2 separate regions of the Anser cygnoides genome follow, and region 1 is linked to region 2. The links are chromatin contacts, called in public Hi-C maps. All regions are on one chromosome and are shown on one strand. The core of a region is the stretch at or near the end of the contact, and the rest is flanking DNA. Distances in the headings are between cores, read along the strand shown. Region 1 holds the start of TICRR (TOPBP1 interacting checkpoint and replication regulator). Region 2 holds the start of MFGE8 (milk fat globule EGF and factor V/VIII domain containing).

Region 1 (5,072 bases), core at 993-3,492, 190 kb after region 2:
TTAAGACGGAGAACCGAGGAACTGGCCCCAGCTGCAGGTATTCACAGCGCCCAACTGCTCCCCAGCAGGCAGCAGTGACCTCACCGTCACGCTGCACCCAGGCCAGTGACACCTCCGAGGACTTTAATGTCCAAGAAGCACCCAAACCTCCCTGCAGCTCCTGCTGTTGTCAGACTGCTGCCCAGAGGCACGTCGGACAGTAATGCCCAGCCCTGCTTGCTCCTCCAAAATTCGGGGCAAAGCAACAACAGCCACTACCAGCAGTGCTGGGCGCACAGGATGGACAGGGCACTGATGGGACACGACGTGGGGAAGCTCCGAAGCTTTCACGCAGCACAGGAGAGTCTCTGGGCTTCGTCCAGCATCTCAGGTGACTTGTTGTGTGCGGGTCCTTGAGGAGTGTCCTGGAAGCAAAGCACCTGAAGCGATCCAAAACAAAGCTTTCTGGCTGGCTCAGCGGAATGCAAAACAAACTTTCCACTGGGGATGAACAAAGCGTGGGTATGGTGGGAGATCAAACCTTGCATTTAGGTCTGGGCTTCCTCAGCCCGTATCTGAAGTGAGGCCTCACCATTAAATATTGCTCAGGGAGAAATGTCGGAAAAAGGTCAAAAGAAAGCAAGACTATTCTAAGTTCAGAAAAACACTTTTTGGATCAAAGTGCCAACCAAACGTGAGCCCAATCTACAAATGATTTTTCTGGCAGCCCTTCCTCCCACAAAACCACGTTTGTCAGCAAGTAAATGATTGTCCAGCAAGAGCCCAGTGGCTTTATTGGAAAGAGGAAAAGTCAGTGTCCTTGGGGAGCGGGCGGAGAGGGCAAACCGCTCAGCGAGCAGCACAAGCGCAGAGCAGCGCAAGAACAGCGGTGTGAGCGGCTCTGGCTGTCAGGCTGGGAAACAAGCAGGTCACTGGGGCTCAGCCAACATCTCCCACAGCTTCCCCAAGAGCTGGATCAGCTTCAGGAGCAAATACCTGGCACAGGCAGGGAAGGAGCAGGGGCTTGAGCAGCAGGGAGGAGGAGAGGTGGGTGGCTGTCCCCAGGGTGGGGCTGTTGGGTCCCGTGCTGCCACACTGGGCGCTGCCACACTGTCCCTGTACCCTGCACACGTTTCTGGTCCCAGGCGGTCCCTGGTAGGGCAGGTTTTGGTCACACTCTGCTAAGTGCCCTCTTTGGGCTGCTGGGATGGATGCCAGCTGCTGTGCGGTGGCAGTGGGAGCACCAGCGCCTTGCCTCATCCTCAGGGTACACACTCACCGGTGACTTAGTGACAAGTGGCACGGCCGGGAGCAGCCCCCAGCCACGGCACCTCATATGGGGCCAAGAGCAGCCCCCAGCAGGAGGGCCGGTAGCTCCTGGGGCCCTGGCCGGCAGGGCAGACCCCGAGCAGGCTGAGAAGCAGCTCCGAGGCATTCGGCTGCCTGAGCCGTGGTTCCTCCACTTCCACGCAGGAGGGAGCTGCAGCAGAGGGGAGCAGTGGGGCACCCCGGGCTGTCATTTGCCCCCCAACAGCGTGTGCGAGGGCACTGCCCTGATGCAGATGAGCGCATGCTGGCCTCGCGGGGCGTGAACGCAAGGAAGGTCGGGGACCGCGGAAGGTTCGGGGCCAGCAGGAAAGCTCCAGGAATGGGAGACAAGGCCGGGCATTTTGCACCGACCCCAGAGCTACGTTGGGCAGCGTGAACAGAGGGGCACAGCGCGGCTCCCCGCGTCCCCGTGTCCTTCCCGTGCTCTGGGTGGCCGCTCCCGGGGCCGGGCGGCAGTTCCGGCCCATTAACGGCGCCGGGCGCTGGTGCTCCATAAACACGCCCGGCCGGGCCGGTTCAGGCCAGGGCGCGGAGCCCCGCGGCCGCGGGGGGCGGGCGGCGGCTGCCCACGGGCGGGGGACCCCTGGGGAACGGCCCCGTGCTGGGCCCAGCGGAGCGGGACTCGGGCACCGCCGGGCTCGGGCAGCCCCCGCACGTGGCCCTGCCAACACCCGCCGGCGCGCCCCCGCCGCGCTGACGTCACCGCCACGGAGCCCAATGAGAGAGCGGCCATGCGATGACGTCACCGCTGCGCCCTCCCCTCCCGCCTTTAAGTTTGAAACCGGCGGCGGCCGCCAATCGGCTCGCCCCTAGCGCTGGCCACGCCCTCTCAAGCTCCTCCCCGCCGCTCGCCAATCAGACGCCGCGCCTATCAGGCGGCGCGCGGCGCTTGCGGCCAATCAGCAGCTAGCACCGTTCCGACATGGAGCGCGGGCCCGCACAACGCGCATGCTCCCCCATTCCTAGCGAGCCAATGAGAGGCGCGGATTCAGGGAGGCGGGCTGGCGGCGGCGGCCAATGAGGGAGCGCGAAGCTGAGGCGCGAGGAGACGAGCGCGTAATGGCGGCGGTGTCGTGAGGGGGCAAGGGGCCGCCGGGCCGTGAGGGGGCCGAGGTGGCCGAGGGGCCGTGACGGGGCCGCCGCCGCCGCCGCCATGTCGGTGCCGTGCTCGCCCAGCGCCGTGTTCCTGCTGGACACCGCCAGCCCGTGCCGGCGGGCGCGGCTGCGGCGGGGCGCCCTGCGCCTCCTCAACCACTTGTGCTGCCGCTTCGGGCCACCCCGCCTGCGCTGGGCCTTCCGCTTCTTCGACTCGCTGGGCGGCCGCGGCGGGGCCTCGCGGGGCGGCGGCTTTCGGCAGCCGGGGCCCGGCGCCTGGGCGCGCTTCGAGGAGGAGCTGGCCGAGCGCATGGGGGCCGCCGGCAGCGGCCTGCCCGGCCCCGCGCCCCGCGCCGCCCTCACGCACGGCGGGCTGAAGGAGACGCTGCTGGGCTTCCAGTGGGAGCGGCCCGAGATCGCCTCCCCCGCCAAGCCCCTCCGCGGCAGCCGCAGATCAGCGCCCGGGCCGGCGAGGGGAGAGGCCCCCGAGAGCCGGGCGGCCCCCGAGGGCTTCGCCAACGCCGTCTTCCTCTTCTCGCCCTGTCCCCACTCCGGCCGGGAGCTGCGGCAGTTCGTGTCCGGCAGCGCCGCCGCCGCCCCCCCCGAGCCGCCCACGGCCCAGGAGGTGGCAGAGAAACTCCTGCCCAGGGGCGTCCAGGAGCTGCTGGCGGACCAGAAGGTCACGCTGTACTGGGTGGACACCGCCGAGTGGTCGCAGGTAGGGAGCAAAGGCTCTGCTGGGCCATCTCTACACTGAGGTTCTGTACGAGAAGGGAGGGGATCGTGTTCTGTGTGGTGAGCTTTGGGTGGGAAGGAGGTCTGCAGCCACTGCCACGTAGTCCTGGTCGGTAAGATGCTGACAGCTAGGATCACGGAACCATAGAATATCCCGAGTTGGAAGGGACCCATAAGGGTCATTGAGTCCAACTCCTGGCACCGCACAGGGCTACTGAAAATTCAGACCATGTGACTAAGTGCGCAGTCCAAACGCTTCTTAAACTCCAACAGCCAAGGTTGCCCTGTCCCAGGTGCAGGACCCGGCACTTGCTTCTTTTAAACTTCATGCGGTTGGTGACTGCCCAGCTCTCCAATCTGTCCAGGTCTCTCTGCAAGGCCTTTCCACCCTCATCCGAGTCCACAGCTCCTCCAAGTTTGGTGTCGTCGGCAAATTTGCTCAAAACACCTTCTAGTCCTACATCCAAATCATTTATAAAAACATTGAAGAGGACTGGCCCTAAAATAGAGCCTTGGGGGACCCCACTGGTGACCATCCGCCAGCCAGATGTGGCCCCATTTACCACAACCCTTTGAGCCCTGCCCGTCAGCCAATTGCTCACCCATCGCATGATGGTTTTGTTTAGCTGTATGCTGGACATTTTGTCCAGTAGGGTCCTGTGGGAAACTGTGTCAAAAGCTTTGCTGAAGTCCAAAAAGATCACGTCAGCTGGTTTCCCTTGATTGACTGGATGGGTGATCTTATCATAAAAGGAAATCAGATTTGTTAGGCAGGACCTGCCCCTCATGGACCCACGTTGGCTGGGACCAATGACTGCATTGTCCCCCAGGTGCACTTCAATAACTCCAAGGATCATCTCCATAATTTCACCAGGCACTGACGTGAGACTGAGGGGCCTGTAATTACCAGGGTCATCTTCTTTCTTGCCCTTCTTGAAAATTGGCACACTTGCCAGATTCCAGTCCAGTGGGACCTCTCCAGATTCCCAAGATCATTGAAAAATAAATGAGAGAGGTCCCGCGATGACATCAGCCAGCTCTCTGAGCACCCTGGGATGAATCCCATCCGGACCCATGGGCTTGTATGGATCCAGGAGGAGCAGCAAATCCTGCACACGGTCAGGGTCGGTTGGGAGTTTGTCATTCCCACTGTCACGGTCCTCCAGCTCAGGGCACCTTGGGTCCCGAAGCCCAGCATCAGCATTGGAGGCTGAGGCAAAGAAGGCATTAAACGTCTCTGCTTTGCCTATGTCCTTGTAATGGAAGCTGTCCTTGTAATGGAAGTTCTCCTTTTGACTGAGATGTGTCAGTGATTTAGTAACTACAGTGTTTATTGGTGGGCTGTCTGTCTTGTCCTTGGAGTTAGGTAGCAGTGTGACGGTTCAGGTGTCTAGGTACTGTACTCAAAACCTCATCCTTGAAAGGACTGGCTACCTCTTAGTTCACTTGGAGTAGTCTTTTCTCTGTTGGGTGCCCCTGGAAGTTGGTAGAGTCCATGAAAACACTTGGGAAGAACTGAGCTGCTCTGTGTATGCTTGTTACACCACTTCTTCTAAAAACATGCGGTCTTTATTTGTCGTTTGGGTAGAGATTGTCTCACTGCCAATGGTAACTCGAGACCCCTCTGTTACTTCATTTCAGGTGATCGGATCCCCGGATCACGTTGGGTACTGGACAATGCTTGAGCTGCTCCACCAGATAGGAGGCACCATTCTGCCGTCTGAAACCTTAGTGCAGTGTCTGAGCCACCACAGGGCGCACCTTGGTCACGGCTTTCCTGAAGATCTAAGTTCCCCAGTGCCGCAGACACTGCCATGGACATCGCTTCTGCCACTGGACTCAACCTTGAACTGCTTGTTTTCGAAGCCCTCCGTATTTCAAGCAGCATTCCCCAAGCAAGAAGGGACGTTGTTTCTCAGCACACCTGGTAATTT
Region 2 (5,829 bases), core at 459-2,958:
TCCAACTCAGGTGGAGACCCAGCAGCGATCCCCCACCACCTGCATGCCCCGGAGAAGGTGGAAGGTAATGAGCTGTGGGCTTGCTGCCTGGACCCACACCAAGCAGCAAGGCTCTCATTAGCCTAAGCTACTACTCAGCGAGCTCCTACTCATTAGCCTTTTAATAGCAGGGCTGCTCCGAGGAATCCTATTCTTCCCGATGCTCAGCAACTGTAGGGTAGGCACCAGCAGCAGGCAGGCCAGGCGGGGCCCGGGCGTCCCACGAGGGTTTCCAAAAGGATGCTGGAGCTCCCTTAGCCCAGCCTTGGGAGGCAGAAAACCTCGGGCACCGGTTCAAGTCGCTGCCTGCGCTGCCCAGCCAGCTCTGCATGACCTCATGCTCCATCAATGCGCTGCCATGAGCTACGGCGCGGGAGGAGAGAGCTCCTACACGGGCTGCTCCGTGGGGATGCCTTCGCCCCACACTCCTCCGCAGGTCCTGGGCGCATCCCAAGGACCCCCTGCGCACAGAGCTGCCTGTGTGGAGCAGCAGGAGCCGGCTGCCTCCTGCAGCACGGCGTGCCAGCGGACGTGTGCGCCCCGGCATCCTCGCGCACGCCGCTCCGACGGGGGAGTTTCTGGGGTGGGACATCTGCGGGAAAAGGAGCGAGCGGCGTAAAATTCCCTGCATATCTTCCCAGGGCTGGGACGGGAGGGGTCCCGGTGCTAGATTTATACTTCATTTATTCCGAGGGAGCAGATTCTCTTTTCTCCCCTCCCAGGAATAATTCCTCGGGTGGCGGGTGTCACCGGCCGGCCCCTCGCCCAGCAGCGAGGCACGCCACTCACATTTTCCAGTGCTGCAAAACGTTTTGGATGCTCCTACTTTTTGGGACGTTTCAGGGCCGGCGGCAGAGCGGTTCAGCATCTCCATCCTCCCCACACACGGATCTCTCAGGTCAAGGACGGAGCTGTCACGGCCCGGACAGCCAGGAACCAAGGCCACAGAGCTCAGGCACCGCTTTTGGAAATGTTTGCTTATGTGCACCCACAGGCTGGCCGGAAGGCAAAAATAACATCCTCCGAAAACCGGCGGGGCTGGGGGGGGGTCAGGTCAGGGCTGCCCGGGGAGGGCCGAACGGGCGCCCTCCTGCGCGGGGGCTTCGCTCCCCTGCTCCCTGCTCACACCCGTCCCTTTGGGGTCACCTTTTGGGGTCAATCTTTGGGGTCGGCCTTTCGGGATCGCCCTTTTGGGGTCAGCCTTTTGGGGTCAGCCACCCCACTGTAACCCTTGGGGGTCAGCCTTTTGGGTGATCGCCCAACCCCCGGTGACCCGCAGGGCGCTGCCTCTCCCCGCGGCTCCCGGTGCCGTGCCGTGCCGCGCCGCTCCCAGGGCAGCTGTTTACACGCTTATCTCAGCCCGAAAGCACGGCACGGCCCAGCTCGGCTCGGCTACTCCCGGCTCGGCAGCCAGGAGCGAGCTGCGGCCCCGAGCTCGTCCCTCCCGGCCCCTCTGCTCCTGCGGGGGGCTGCGCGCACCCCCGGGCCCCCCCTGCACTCACCGGCCACCACCAGCAGCAGCGAGAGCCCCAGCCCCAGGAGGAGCAGCGCTCGCCACCGCCTTGCTGGCTCCATGCTGCGTGCCGAGCCGTGCCGAGCCGAGCCGTGCCGAGCCGAGCCGCTCCTGCTCCGCTCCGCCGCGGGGCTCGGGGCGGGGAGTGACTCGGGGCGGCCCGGCACGGCTCGGCACGGCCCGGCCCGGCCTCACGTGCTCCGCCGCCCGCCCCCGGGGTGGGACCGGCACGGCACGGCACAGCCCTCCGGAGCCCTGCCGCCTCTGCCCCCGTGGGTCGGGCTTCAAAGGTAGGGGTGGTTAATTAGGAAGCACCGAGCGAGGCGCTAATGAGCTCGGGGAGCGCGCTTGGGGTGCGTGGGGTGCGCGCTCCGGGGGTGGGGGGGCGTGCTGGTGGTGCGTGGGGTGCGCGCTCGGGGTGCACGGGGTGCACGCTCAGTGCATGGGGTGCACGCTCAGGGTGTACAGATGCACACTCAGAGTGCACAGGGTGCACACTCAGTGCATGGGGTGCACGCTCAGAGTGCCTGGGGTACACACGCAAAGTGCACAGGGCGCACACAGGGTGCATGGATGCACACTCAGGGCGCATGGGGAGCACACTCAGCACAGGGCGCACACTCAGAGCACAGGGATGCAGACTCAGGGTGCATGGAGTGCACACTCAGAGTGCATGGGGAGCACACTCAGCACACAGGGTGCGTGCTCAGGGCACATTTTCTCTCCCTGGGCGGGCTTCCCCTATGTTCCTGCAGGGCACTTTGGAGCTCAGGGCGCATCCCACACCACCACGCACAGATCAGCCCAAGGAGCCCAAGTTCCTCCGGAGCAGCCTGCAGCCAGGTCGGGGACAGCCCCACAGCGCAGCACCACACGTCTGTTGGCTCAGCCATGAACAAGACCCTCTTTGAGCGTTGTCCAGCCCAGACCCCAGGGGAGGCCGTGCTGGAAAAGCCCAGCCGTGCTTTCCAGAGCTGGTGCCACGTGGGGAGCTCTGCCCGGGAAGGCAGAAACTGTCGGGCTAAAGCACGCTCAGGCTGAATTCATATTCAGCAGCAAACGCTTCTGAAGAGGGTACAGGAAACCACACAGTAAAAATATGCAGGATCATTTGCCTCCGCGCTGGAAATCTCCTCCTATCCCCCCTAAACGTGAAGTTGACCTTATCTCTTCTTGCAAAACCCTCTGTTTTAGCATTAGCTAATCTGCTGCAGATAGTCCTGCTGCTGCCCACCGTTACATGTTGACTCTTCCCGAGTCTTGCTCCATTTCTGGCTCTGGCAACTTGGCAATCTCAGCCGGCAGCGAGCTCAGCAGCCCGGCCACGTGCCGTGCACTTTGATCAGCCGTTCCACCTCATTTTCCATCCCCGCTCCAGCATCCAGCCGCCTCGTCCCTCGGACACAGCCTGTGCCTCCTGTGAGGCGCAGCCAAGCGGTGCCCCACGCAAAGGGAGCTTGCCCACCCCCGTAAATAAACCCTTTGAACGTATCCCTGGAGCACCAGGGCGTGAGGAAGGCAGGGAGCACGCACGTATCTCACGGCCAAGCTCGGCGGTGGAATTTCCATCAGTTATCGATGGAAACACCAGCGAACGTTTTGCTCAGCGAAGGGAGAAACAGCAGCTGGAAAGGAGAGAGTGGACAAGACACTGAGCTTGCTTTCGAATAACCCTTCAGCCTCAGGGTAATTACTGCTATTGTGTTCAGCGGGAAACAAGGTCGGAAGGGGAGCACGGGGCAAGATTCCCAGGCCCGTACGCAGGCAACTAGGCCAAGGGTGTTTGTTTTGCCTTTTGAGGAGCAACCGCCTGGTTGTGTCCCAGAAGGAGCTGCAGAAAAATCAGCAGCCTTTCTAAAAACAGAAAGCGGAATGTTTTCCTTCTGTCCCCTGGGGCATAAATGCCGCTGTCCCTACTGACACGCATGGGAAAGGATATTAAAAACGGAGGCGGGGGAGGCAGCCGGAGCTCTGCTCTCCGCAGGACCCCCCGTCCTGGCAGCACCAGGGGCTCCTCGAAGGGGGACCTGCGGGGGGACGAGGGATCCCAGAGAGGGTAGGGGGGCACCTGGGGCTGGAAAGGTGCCGTGCTGGAAGATCCTGGCTGGAAGAGGGATGAACTGGCTGTCAAAAGAGAGAGAAGCAACCTGTGAAGCCCAGGGAAGCGTTGAGGAGCAGAGAGAGCCCCCCACGCGCACACCACGCCCCAGCTGCGCGCAGCCGCCAAGTTTTCGCAAGGGATGGCTCTACTTGAAAGGGTTTGGTAGGTCGAAGGTCAGGCATAATTTCACTGCCTTCTGCAGGGACTATTTAGGCCTTGTTATAGCAGGATTTACCACTGGGTTTGGTTTCTTCCGCGTGGAGACCTTCCAAGCCGAGCAGCGCTGTAACTCTTTCTGAGCCGCGCAGATAGCCAATGCCCTGGGCCCCGGCGGGGGGGTGAGAAAGAGAAACATACGTGATGGGGCTGCGTGTTCCTGTGATGCAATCCTCTTTATTTCCAAGCTCATACAAAGTTGTTTCCCCTTGTCAATCCCCGGCCTTCTCCTTGCTCAAGCGCCCAGCCAGCTGCCGGGCCATAAACCCCGCGGGTTTCGGCTGAGGGCCGATACGTTTGCAGGGGTCGCGCTGTTATCACTGGGGTTTCGCACTCCTCCTCGCCACCCCCGGGCACGGGCACTCCCCTCTGACCCACGGGACCTTTCCCCCCCACCAGAGACCCCTCCCGTGTGGATCTTCGTGTGGGTGGACAGCCCTATTGTTTCAGCAATCCCTCCATAAAGGAGTTTGATGGCTTAGGTTTATCTGGGGAGCAGGGCAGCGTTACACCCAGGAGGGATTCCTGATGTGGTTTTCCTCCCTCAGCCCAGCACCGAGCTCATCCCTTTCCTAGAGCAGCTCCGTACAGAGTTGTGGCTCAGGCCACAGCACAGGTCCTGGGAAGCTTTCCTGCCCCGTGGGATGAAGCCTCTGCCCTGCCACATGTCTGTCCCTCCGAGCAGCAGGGACAAGCAATCTGCAGCGCCGCCTCAGGGGATTAAGCCCCAGCCCTAATCCTAATCCTGCTAACCAGGATAACCCGGCGCTCGCTGCCAGCATCTCGAGCCTCCCGCAGCCCCGTCTGCCCCGACGTCGTCAGCTCCCGTCTGGGTGCCAGCTCATGGTTTCCGATGGCTGCCGAAGACATCCACAGCCAGGCCAATCCTTGCTTCTGGCTCGACTCCTCTGTTTATTTTCTAGAAGAAGAAAAGCTTTCCAAATCCTCTGCCCTTTCCACGAAAAGGTCAGTGGTTTCTGTAAATCGGGCTTTACAGTGATGCTAACGCTTAGGTACCAGGAATTTCAGGACTATCTGAAGAAACCTAGACACTGAATATCCTCGGGGCATGGAGAGCTCTTCACAAGTTCCCTGTGGGGTATGAAAAACCTCGTGAATTAAAAGGAAGGAGGCAAAGGGCAGCACCCCCCCCCTTCAGTTTTGCTCAGCTCCCACTGCTGATCGTGTCAGAGCTCAGATGAGATCCCAGCCAGTTTAACTCTGCTCTAACCTCGATAAACAAGATTAGATCCAGATTAGAGCCGGTGTGTCCGTGTAAGGTGCTTAAAATAAGCACCTTTATATAACCCCTTCTCCGAATTCGAGTGCTTGGCAGTCCTCGAGGATTTAGGCATGCTGTATCTCCGACAGAAAAGGTGTTCCTTCATCTCCAGACGGGAAACCGAGGGCTGGAGGGGCTGGGGGCGAGGACAGGGCTCGATTATTTGCCCCATCCCAAAGGCACATCCCAGCCCTGCGTGCCTGCTCTGTGCCCGAGGGGCAGGGGCACCCGGGCCGTGCCAGAACCGATGGCGCTGTGCCGCAACGCGCGATCGAAACCGCGCATCGACCAGCGGCGCGAGTGACCCCAGCGGGCCCCAGCGCGGAGCAGATGCCGGAGGCAGATAAGCCGTGCCTAGTTGCTCTTCCCCCGCAGCTCCCGCCGAGCGCCTGCCTTGACGTGAAACTCTAAATTGTGTGCCTGATAAGCTTATCGTCCCCGTTCCCGTGATAACCGAGGTTTTTGTGGCCAGGGACAGCCCCGCCTGCTGGCCCAGGCCCTCTCCTTGCTCAAAGCCGTCGGTTTGGTGCACGTGCTCCCAGCGCACGCCTCCTCAGGGCCTTCCTCCCTTCCTGCGGGACTCGGCTTCCAACCTGACCCAGCACCCCGGGCCTCAGAGCGCTAATGCCGTATGAATATGTACCGGCAATAATGAGCCCCAGCGTGCGCAGGGAGCCC

Evidence for each region. Hi-C and Micro-C count contacts between places; a contact is called where the count stands out from the background.
Region 1: a Hi-C map of liver shows a contact between it and region 2, with 2.8 times the contacts expected there. The contact joins the promoter of TICRR here to the promoter of MFGE8 in region 2. A contact is called at or near these places in 2 of 7 Hi-C or Micro-C datasets (both in liver).

The regions. Positions count from the first base shown.
Region 1 is chr11:8,515,273-8,520,344 of Taihu_goose_T2T_genome, forward strand. It overlaps TICRR (TOPBP1 interacting checkpoint and replication regulator), which reads left to right and starts at 2,243. Exons shown (of 21, transcript XM_067003633.1): 1 at 2,243-3,121; 2 at 4,780-5,065. The coding sequence starts at 2,462.
Region 2 is chr11:8,322,614-8,328,442 of Taihu_goose_T2T_genome, forward strand. MFGE8 (milk fat globule EGF and factor V/VIII domain containing) reads right to left here and starts at 1,709. Exons shown (of 10, transcript XM_048072024.2): 1 at 1,542-1,709. The coding sequence starts at 1,614.